2 separate regions of the Canis lupus genome follow, and region 2 is linked to region 1. Evidence: chromatin contacts called from public Hi-C data. All regions are on one chromosome and are shown on one strand. The core of a region is the stretch at or near the end of the contact, and the rest is flanking DNA. Distances in the headings are between cores, read along the strand shown.

Region 1 (4,892 bases), core at 1,561-4,060:
GGGAGGGAGGCCATATTTGTTATGGTCGCCTGTAACCCCAACAGAGGGGCAGAGAATTTCACCAGGCCTGGGCCACACAGGAGCAGGAGCAAGAGCTGCTGTGCACCCCTGGCCTGTCGGCTCCTGTTCTGTGGGGCATCATCCTGGTAGCTGGTAGTGGAGGAGCAGGGATGGGGTGCCTTCATGACCCAGAGGCTCTGTGCCCAGGCTCCTGCCTCAGGGGCATTGGGCTGTGCTCATGCCACAAGCTCACATTAACTGATCCTCTGGCCCAAATACTCTGTTATCTGGGCCAGGTGGTTTTGCAACAATCAATGACAGCACAAAAGATCAAGATGTGAGCTCATGTCAAAGAGGGAGCATTACTGCTTCAAAGGGACAAAGGGAGGCAGCCTTTGAAAGTAAAACTGTGATGTTCCAGTTTGGGTCCCCTGTGTTCATGCCCTCATGACAAATGTGACCCAGACCTCTGTGCTAGGCCCTGTACTGGGTGTTGAGCATGTAGGAAACGACATGGTCTCTGCCTACAGGAAGCTTTCAGTCTAGTAAGAGAGATGAATGCTGAAACATTCTCATGTCATTCCCCATTCAGCTCCTCCTCAGGTCCTCTTAACCTTCCACACCTAGGGTTTTACCTGGCTGTAGAGAATATCTGCTCTTTAGGTACCTGAGCAAAGCCTAGGACCCTGTTTTGCTCCTTACTAGAAGTTCTATTTTATTTTTTTCTTTCTTTTTTTTTTTTAAATAATTCTCTCAAATTTTTCTTTATTTATTTTACTATTTTATTTTTTTCATTTTTTAAAAGATCTTAGAGAGAGCACGTGTGTACACAAGCTAGGGAGGGGCGGAGGGAGAGGAAGAGAGGATCTCAACCAGGCTCCTGCTGAACATGGAGCCTGACGTGGGGCTCGATTGCAGGACCCTAAGATCATAACCTGATGCTTAACCCACTAAGCCACCCAGGCAGCCAGCCCTCTTTTCTCTTGATGGTAAAGAGGGAGTTTCTTTTAGGGAGAATAGTCTGTCTAGCACCTTCAGCGATGTCAAACCTTTTAAAAACTCTCCTCATGGTTTTAAATAGTCTTATTTGGCATGTGATGGTGGCTGTCTTGTTCCTCTGTCCTTCACTGATTGTGTGACTTTCGTCAGATTTATTATTTTTCCTCTTGGCCTAAACTTAGTTTTCTCTGTGAGAGGGGACAGACAATATGGGTCATAATCCCTTGTTTGCAATTCTGAAATTAAAAACTTCTTAAGTCATCGGATAGCAAAAACCAAACTGATCTGAATTCTTTAGGCAGCAAAGTCAGCCTTGAACTGATGTGAAGACATTTATATTTATCCCACTCCATGAGAATATTCTCTCTTTTTTAAAACAGAATTAATGTGTTTCATTAAAGAGTTTGGGGAGGATTACATAAGTGTGCACCATATTGCGTGATTTATTTAAAACATGAAAAAATGCTGAGTTTGGAAACACATCTGGCCCCAAAAAGTTCCAATAAGGGACTGAAGACCTGTCAGCGCTGCCCCTCAAGGGATGGTGTGAAGATTAAATGAAATTTTTTTTTTTTTAAAAGAACGATGTGAGCAACGGCCAGGCCCAAGAATCAAATAAAAAGGGGGGATGGAGGTGCAAGGTGATAGATGGGAAAGTTTGTGTGCACGCGTGCTCTCCTACATGAAAAAGGGTGGAGGGGTAGCCAGTTAGGACAGAGCCCAGGTGATCCTGGAGACCCGGGATCGAGTCCCACGTCGGGCTCTCCGCAGGGAGCCTGCTTCTCCCTCTGCCTGTGTCTCTGCCTCTCTCGCTCTCTCTCTCATGAATAAATAATTAAAAAAAAAAAAAAAAAAAGACAGAGCCCAGGGTGGCGGCCTCAGGAGTTAATGCCTCATCCCAAGGAAACGACAGGGAGCCATGCGAAGTAACAAGATGACATTTGATTCTTAAAAAGATTTGGAAAGGCAAGCCTGGAGGTAGGGAGAACGCTTAGGAGCCTCCTGGGCCCCGGGGGTGGGAGAGCGTGGGGGCGGGTGCGCAAGCGACATCTGCGAGGGTCCCTGGGGCTGCAGGGCCAGGCTCCGGGGCTGGGCAGCCGGACCCGTCCCCGCAGGTCCTGAGGTCGTTTAGGCGCCACAGCGACCCCAGAAGCAGGACCACAGCAGCTGGACACCGGGAGCAGCGGCCGAGATGGGGCTCCGGGGGCGCACGTCGGAAATCAGAACGCACTGAAGGCAGGTTGGGTGTCGGGGAAGCAGCTTTGGGCTGGGAGCCAGGAAACCGGGCTTTCGCTCTTTTCTTTCCAACTTTGAGCAGGTGGCAGCGGGGCAACTCGTCCCAGCTCAGCGTGCCCGCCAAACGGCAACACCGCAGATCCGCTGCGTGGGACGGAACCCGGAGAGGCGTGTGCGGGCGCTTCGGCACTGAAACCCGCAGCCGGGTTATCCAATCCTAGAGGTGACTGCATCTCACAGGAAAAAGACGCAGCCGCGTAGCTTCAGCGTAACGGCGTCTTCGACCAAATTTGGCAGCTACCCAAACCCCTACAGTCGTCGCGCTCCAAAGCTCTGCCAGCGTTTCCGCGACGCTTCGCGAAGTTTGAACCCAGCCGCTTGCCGTAGTTTCTAGTCCCCGCCCCCCGTGGACGGCGTCCCGCTCCGAAGCAAACGCTAGGCGAGGACGAGCGAGCGTGGAAATGGCGGCCTGCACCCGCCCCCCGACCCAGCGTCCCCCGCGGGCGCGCGCTCGTACGCCGGAAGGGGCGGGCCCAGGCCGGGCTATATAAATGACTGGTCGCTCGTGGCCCGACCTCTACCGGCTGTACTGGGCGGCACGATGGTACGTATCATGGCGGTTTCCTCCTCGTTGGCGCGGCGGTGGGGCTCAATCCGCGGCGCAGCGCCGCCATCTCACCTCGGCGGGGGCCGGGGGCCTGCTCCAAGAGCGCGGGGCGCTTAGCGCGATCCGCAGTGAGGCCTATTTTCTGAAAACGCGTGAGGCTTGTGGTTGGTTTGGGGCCCGCCAGGCGGCTGGCGAACGCCCGCGGGGCGGGCTCCGGTATGGAGGTCTCGAGTCCCGGATAATACCTGGGGCTCGAGCTCACTGAGTTGGTGCTAGTGTAAGCTGGAGTTCGTAGGTACGTGGGCCGGGAGGACCTTGAGTCGGGGCGCTGGGCTTGTGCCGGCACGTGGGAGGGGAGCCCGGGCTGGGGTTGCCGAGGCCCCGCGCTGACCTGCGTGGGAGGCCGGTACCACCCGTGAGGTGAGGCCTCGAGTCCTAGGAGCCACAGATGATGAACTTTCTGACGGGCGGACAGATCCTCTGTGCTGATTGTCACGTTCTGATTTGGCTCTGTGGTGGCCTTCGTGTCTGGGGCCGGCGGGGAGCCCCTTGGTCCCCGCAGCCCCCTTGTCAGGATCTGGGCTGACTGGATGGCAGAGGCACCTGTGACTTAATGACCTCACCTGGTGTGCTTTTGGCCCATTTAGAGAAGGGGAGGTTCCATCTTAAAGTTACAAAATGAGGTTTTGAGGTAAAGATTCAGTTTAGGCCGCAGGGCCTTGTGCAAGGTGAACCCAGTCCAGCCCGTAAGCACACTTGTTAGCTGGGGCGCAGGGCCTCTGGCGCGGGCTCGGCATTGTGGAGAATCCTTCGCCACTGAGGCAAGCCCGGCATCAGGAGTGAGCTACATAAGAGGGGTTGGGAGTGCTCATGTTATCTTTTCTCCCAGTCCCACAGGAAGTTCTCCGCTCCCAGGCATGGGTCCCTGGGCTTCTTGCCTCGGAAACGCAGCAGCCGCCACCGTGGGAAGGTGAAGAGCTTCCCCAAGGATGACTCTTCCAAGCCTGTCCACCTCACAGCCTTCCTGGGCTACAAGGCCGGCATGACTCACATCGTGCGGGAGGTGGACCGGCCAGGATCCAGTGAGTACAAGCGGGATCCTTCACGCTGGTTGGGGGTGGCCTGGACGGTAGTCCCGAGAGGGCAGACTTGACGGGGTGGGAATCCCCATGGGGTTTGATTAACACTAAAGACTGCGGGTGGCTGGTGTTGCTTTAGGTGGGGGGATGTACTGAAGTCAGCGTTACGAGTAAATTTTTTAACTTTTTGTAAGAGTGCTCAGAGTGAGCAGGGGGAGAGAGAAAGCAGACTCCCCACTGACCAGGGAGCCCAATCCCCGGACCCTGGGATCATGACCTGAGGTAAAGGCAGATGCTTAACCAACTGAGCCACGCAAGTGCCCCAGAGATTTGTGATAGATGAGAATTAAAACGAGCCAGCGAAAGAGTTTTGTTGAGTTAGAATTCTAATGTATGGAGTAAGGACAAGCCTGGGAGTCTAGACGGCCTGTAAGGACCCCATTTCTGAAAAGTCCCCTGCTAGCTGAAGCTGGTTGCACTCTTGACCCAGATGGGGATTTCACACTTCTGCAAAAACGCTTATTCCTTATTGGGGATTTAGCTGTCCCACTCAAGTCTGACCACTCTTTTTGGCAGAGGTGAACAAGAAGGAAGTGGTGGAGGCTGTGACCATTGTGGAGACCCCACCCATGGTGGTTGTGGGCATCGTTGGCTATGTGGAAACCCCTCGAGGCCTCCGTACCTTTAAGACCATCTTTGCTGAGCACATCAGTGACGAATGCAAAAGGCGCTTCTATAAGAACTGGTAAGGGACAAGGAGGCCGTGCACTCTGGATGAGGAGAGCAAGTACCCTGTGCTGGGCTTCACTCTGGTGGGGAAGAGCTGCTCTGGTGTCTGGTTTAGTTGCCAGAACAAATTGTGAGGGCAGACCTTGAGCAGCACCTCTAGACCTTCACGTTCAGCTTAGTGTTAGGTGTTGGGTGAGGACTCTTGGTATTCAGTGTTCTTAGTTGCTGGGAGGTGTTTAGAA
Region 2 (4,833 bases), core at 2,261-4,760, 140 kb after region 1:
TATAAAAATATTGTTTCAATATATAATCAGTACACAACTATTAATGAAACATTTTGCAGTGTGGAGATTTGCTTGTTTTTGTTTTTACACTAAGTCTTTAAATCCGATATGTATTGCATTTTACTCTTACATGTCAGTTGGGACTAGTTCTCATTAGTCGCAGATGGCTAGTGGCTACCATGTTGGGAAACACAGGTTTAGGATATCCAGTGTTTAATGGAAATGAGGATTGTGACCATCCTTGCTTTGTTACCAATCTCAAGGGTAATGCTTTCAATATTTCCCCATTAATTAGAATATCTGCCATAGTTTTTTTGTAGATACCTTTACCAAGATAAAGACATTCCCTTGAATTCCTAGTTTGCTACACATTTTAAAACAAACAGATGTTGAACTTTTCCTGCATCTATGGAGATGCCCATATGTCTTTCTCTTTTAACTTTTAATGTGGTGAATTACATCAACTGATTTTCAAATGTTAAGCCAACCTTGCATTTCTGGATGAGACCCAATTTTGTCATGAAGTAGTATCATTTTGCCATACTGCCAGATTTGGTTTGTTAATGTTTTGTTTAAGATTTTTGTATGTATATTCATGAGAGACATTGGTCTATAATTTTTTTTTTTGCACTGTACTTGTCATAAAAAGAATTGGGAAGTAGTCCCTCTTTTTCTGGTATGTGGAAAAGTAGGGGTAAGGCTGGAATTACTTCTTCTTTAAATAACTCATAAGTGAAGCTCTCTGGACCTGAATTTTCTTTGTGGGAACGCTAGTGATGATTGATTCAATTGTGATGATTGATTCAATTCTTTTAACGGTTATGCTTCATACCAGTTGGTACAGAGCCACCACTCTCAACCCCAAGTGCCACAACCACTCCATGGCTGCCCCAGATTCCCCAGATATTCTTTTTTCTTTTTTTAAAGATTTATTTATTTATTCATTCATTCAGAGAGAGAGAGAGATAGTCAGAGAGAGAAGCAGGCTCCATGCAGAGAGCCCAATGCGGGACTCGATGATCCCGAGGATCCAGGATCACACCCTGGGCTGCAGGCGGCGCTAAACCGCTGTGCCACCGGGGCTGCCCCTCCCCAGATATTTTGATGACATATAGATCAAAGAGTTAATGTGGGGGGGGAGCCAGAGGTCTCTTGGACTCTGCTCAATGCTAAGGCTGGCACCTGTTATGAATGCCCAGTGTCCCATTGTTAGATACTTTGGTAATATGACCAGGGATGCTCATTCAGGTTTTCTCAAGTCAGTTTTGCTAAGTTATGCTTTTTCTAGGAATTTTCCAAGTTCATTAAGATTTTTAAGCTACTGGGACGCCTGGGGTGCCTTTATATATTTATCATTATTATTATATATTCATGAGAAACACAGAGAGGCAGAGACACAGGCAGAGGGAGAAGCAGGCTCCATGCAGGGAGCCTGATGTGGGACTCGATCCTAGGACTCCAGGATCATGCCCTGAGCTGAAGGCAGGCGCCAAACCGCTGAGCCACCCAGGGATCCCCCCAAAAAAGATTTTTAAGCTATCGCCATGAAGTTATTCATAATTATCTTTTATCTCTTTTTCTCAATATCGGCAGACTCACTGACTTTTCATTTGCGATATTGGTTAATTGTGCCTTCTCTCTTTTCTCTTGATCAATTTCACCAGAGTTTGTCAGTATAATTAGTATTTTCATAGAAGCAATTTTTGTTTTTGTTTTTGCTGATCTCTTTCATTACCTTCTGCTCTTACTGCACTCTCTCCTTCCTTCTGTTTTATTCTACTTTACTGTTCTTTTTCCAGCTTCTTGAGATGGGCACTTGCTACTTTCCACCTTTTCGCTTTTCTAATAGAAGCATTAAAAGTCATGACTTCCCTTTGAGTCATGCTTTAGCTGTATCTCACAATTTTTTTTTTTCAATTTTTTTTTTTTAGGATTTCATTTTTAAGTAATCTCTATACCTAGTGTGAGCTCAAACTTGGCGATCAAGAGTTGCACACTCTTCTGACCCAGTCGGCCAGGCGCCTCTTCATTTTTAATATGCAATATTTCCTCTCTCATTTAATATGCATAATTTCCATTATGATTTCTTCTGTGATTCATCAGTTATTTAGAAATATACTTCTTAATTTCCAAACACATGGGGCTTTTGAAGTTATCTTTTTGTTGTCAATTTCTGGCTTATTTGTGTTATAGTCAGAGGATCTACTCTTTATGATTTCAAACTTCAGAAATTCCTTGAGATTTACTGTTTTGTAAATATTCCATATATAATTCTGCAGTTGTTGCCACAATGTTCTGTGAAAGTCCAGTAGTCAAATTTCTTAGACCCTTATTGAATATATTTGTTCTACTAATTACAGAAGATTGTGTTTTTAGGTCTCTCACCATAATTTTGGATGTCTATTTTTCTGTATAGTTCTCTTCATGTTTCTTCTATTTTAAGATTATAGAATTTGCACACAAATTTGAAATTGTTCTATCTTTCTGGTGAATTGGATCATTTTCATTATGAAGTGACTTTCTTTGTCTCCAGGGAGTGTTTTTGGTTTTTTTTTCTCCCTAGTATTAAAAGAACTAGATGAGCCTTTTTCTTGTTAGCCTTGGCATGATGCAGTTCCCTGTGCATTCACTTTCATCCTTTCAGTAGCCTTACGTTTTGGGAGTGTCTCTTGTGGATATGCTTTCTAAATTTCATGTAGTTGGATTTTTATCCAGTTTGATGCAAGTCCACTTGCATTTATTGAATTGTAGCACATTTTCATCTAGATCTGTCATATCTTTGTCCCATCGTTCTTGTATTTATTTTTCTCTCTGTTCTTGCTTGGTTTAGGATTAATTGGGTTGATTTTTCTCCTTCTATCTTCCTCCTCTAATATTTCGGATAAGTATTATGCGCTGCACTTCCATTCTTTTAGTTTACCCTGGTAATGACAACTTACATTCTTAACTCGCCCAAGTCTAAGTGCATTTGTTTGGTGGTTTTTTTTTTTTTTAAGATTTATTTATTTATTCATGAGCTACACAGAGAGAGAGAGAGAGAGGCAGAGAAGTAGTCAGAGGGCGAAGCAGACTCCCTGCAGGGACCCCCATGCGGGGACTGGATTCTGAATCACAGAATCACACTCTGAGCTGAAGGAAGACGCTGAGCTACCCAGCCGTCCCTCTGAGTGTATTTGGTATCTCCATTTGCCTCCTTTAGAATATAAGGATCTTAGAACCCTTTTACTCCACTCATTCGATTTACATGCTATTGTTCTTGTGCATTTTAATTCTATTTTTATCCAGAAGACATTGTTATTGTTTTATATTGTCAATGTTCATTGTTCTTTATTCCCCGTTGCATCAGACCTGTCTGTGGTCATCATCCTCCCGTCTGAAGTTCTTCCTCTGGAATTTCCTTGAGGGAGGGTCTGCTAGTGGCAAAGGTTTAGTCTTGGTATTTGCAAATGTTATTATTTTCTCCCCCTCCCGGAAAGGTATTTTCACCGGGCACATAATTCTTGAAAGAAATTTGCACTGGGTAATTAATTCTAAGATGATGGTTATTTTCTTCCTGGACATTAATCATTCCAGCGCCTTCTGGATGGCTTCCGTTGCTGCTGATCAAAAGTCAAGGGTAAATCTATTTCCTTTCTCTCCGCTCCAGACAGAGGCGTTTGGACCTTCTGCTGAGGGGGAATAAGGAGCCATGGGAGGATTTTAAGCACTGGGGTGACCCAGCCAGATCTGCATTGGAGAAAGCGCTCTCGGGCACAGTGTGGCCCCGGCTGGGGGGGGGGGGCGGCGGGGGGCGGCAGCTCGCGCGGAGGTGGTAGCTGCAGGCAGGCGGGAGGAGGAGCGGGTCAGGGAGGCAGGACTCGGGATGCTTGCAGGTAGGCGGCGGGGGCGGCGGGGGCGGCGGGGGCGGCGGGAAGGAGTGCGGGCGCCGCAGCGAAAACAGGAGCGGGCTGGGCGGTCTCGGGGTCCATTCATGTCACAAGCTAGAACGACTAGGGGCCGCGCGCCCCGGCCACACCTGCCGCCAATTATTGCCCAGCCCCGGCGCTCCGCGCAGCCGCCGCCGGACGGACCGCGGGACGGACCGCCCAGCAGGCGCCCGCTGCAGACCCGGGATCTAGGCGCCTCGGTCCGGAGATGCAAATCTCGGCCCGCACGGGGGTCCGCGCCCCGGCCCCGCCCGCCCCTCGGTGGGAGGTGGGACACGTGGCCTCCGCGCCCTGCCCGCTTCTGGTCGGCCCCACGGCGGCGTGTTGTTTCCGGCCTCCCGCAGTCACCGGGGGCGTCCTCAGAAACGCGTCTCGGGGCCACGATGCCGCCCCGCCCCGGTGGCGAGCGACGCCCGCGCCAAATAAGTCCCGCGGGCCGGCGGCGCTCGCTCGGCGGCGGGGGCGGGGGCGGGGCTCCGGCGGGGAGGGGCGGGGCGGGGCGGGCCGGCGGGCAGGGGGAGGGGGGCGTGACCTGCCGGGCGCGAGCCGAGCCCCCGCCCCGCCCCCTCCCCGCGCGCCCGCCCGCCCGCCCGCTCGCGCAGAGGAAAACGTTGCGCAGGTTCAAAAATGGAACGTCGGCGGCGTGAGGGAGCGCGAGGGGGTGTGCGCGCGTGCGCGTGCGCGTGCGCGCCCGGGCGAGGGTGACGGGGTCCCCGCCGGCCCGAGCATCGCGCGCCTCAGCCGCGGCCCCGCAGCTCCGCCCCCGGCCCGGCTCGGCCCGGCCCCGGGCCCGCTCGCCCGCCGCCCCGCATGGAGCTGTCAGCCATCGGCGAGCAGGTGTTCGCGGTGGAGAGCATCCGGAAGAAGCGCGTGCGGAAGGTGAGGCTGCCTGGGGGCGGCTCCCAGG

Evidence for each region. A called contact is a pair of places that touch in the nucleus more often than the background predicts.
Region 2: a contact with region 1 is called in a Hi-C map of blood, with 4 times the contacts expected there. The contact joins the promoter of CBX7 here to the promoter of RPL3 in region 1. A contact is called at or near these places in 5 of 9 Hi-C or Micro-C datasets (amygdala, blood and liver).

The regions. Positions count from the first base shown.
Region 1 is chr10:26,697,938-26,702,829 of UU_Cfam_GSD_1.0, forward strand. It overlaps RPL3 (ribosomal protein L3), which reads left to right and starts at 2,811. Exons shown (of 10, transcript NM_001252159.1): 1 at 2,811-2,839; 2 at 3,732-3,924; 3 at 4,498-4,666. The coding sequence starts at 2,837. It overlaps LOC102152031 (a long non-coding RNA gene), which reads right to left. Exons shown (of 3, transcript XR_005365576.1): 3 at 1,927-4,892. LOC119873833 (a small nucleolar RNA gene) reads left to right here and starts at 3,286; the gene lies at 3,286-3,349.
Region 2 is chr10:26,833,170-26,838,002 of UU_Cfam_GSD_1.0, forward strand. CBX7 (chromobox protein homolog 7) reads left to right here and starts at 3,511. Exons shown (of 6, transcript XM_038550531.1): 1 at 3,511-3,616. The coding sequence starts at 3,536.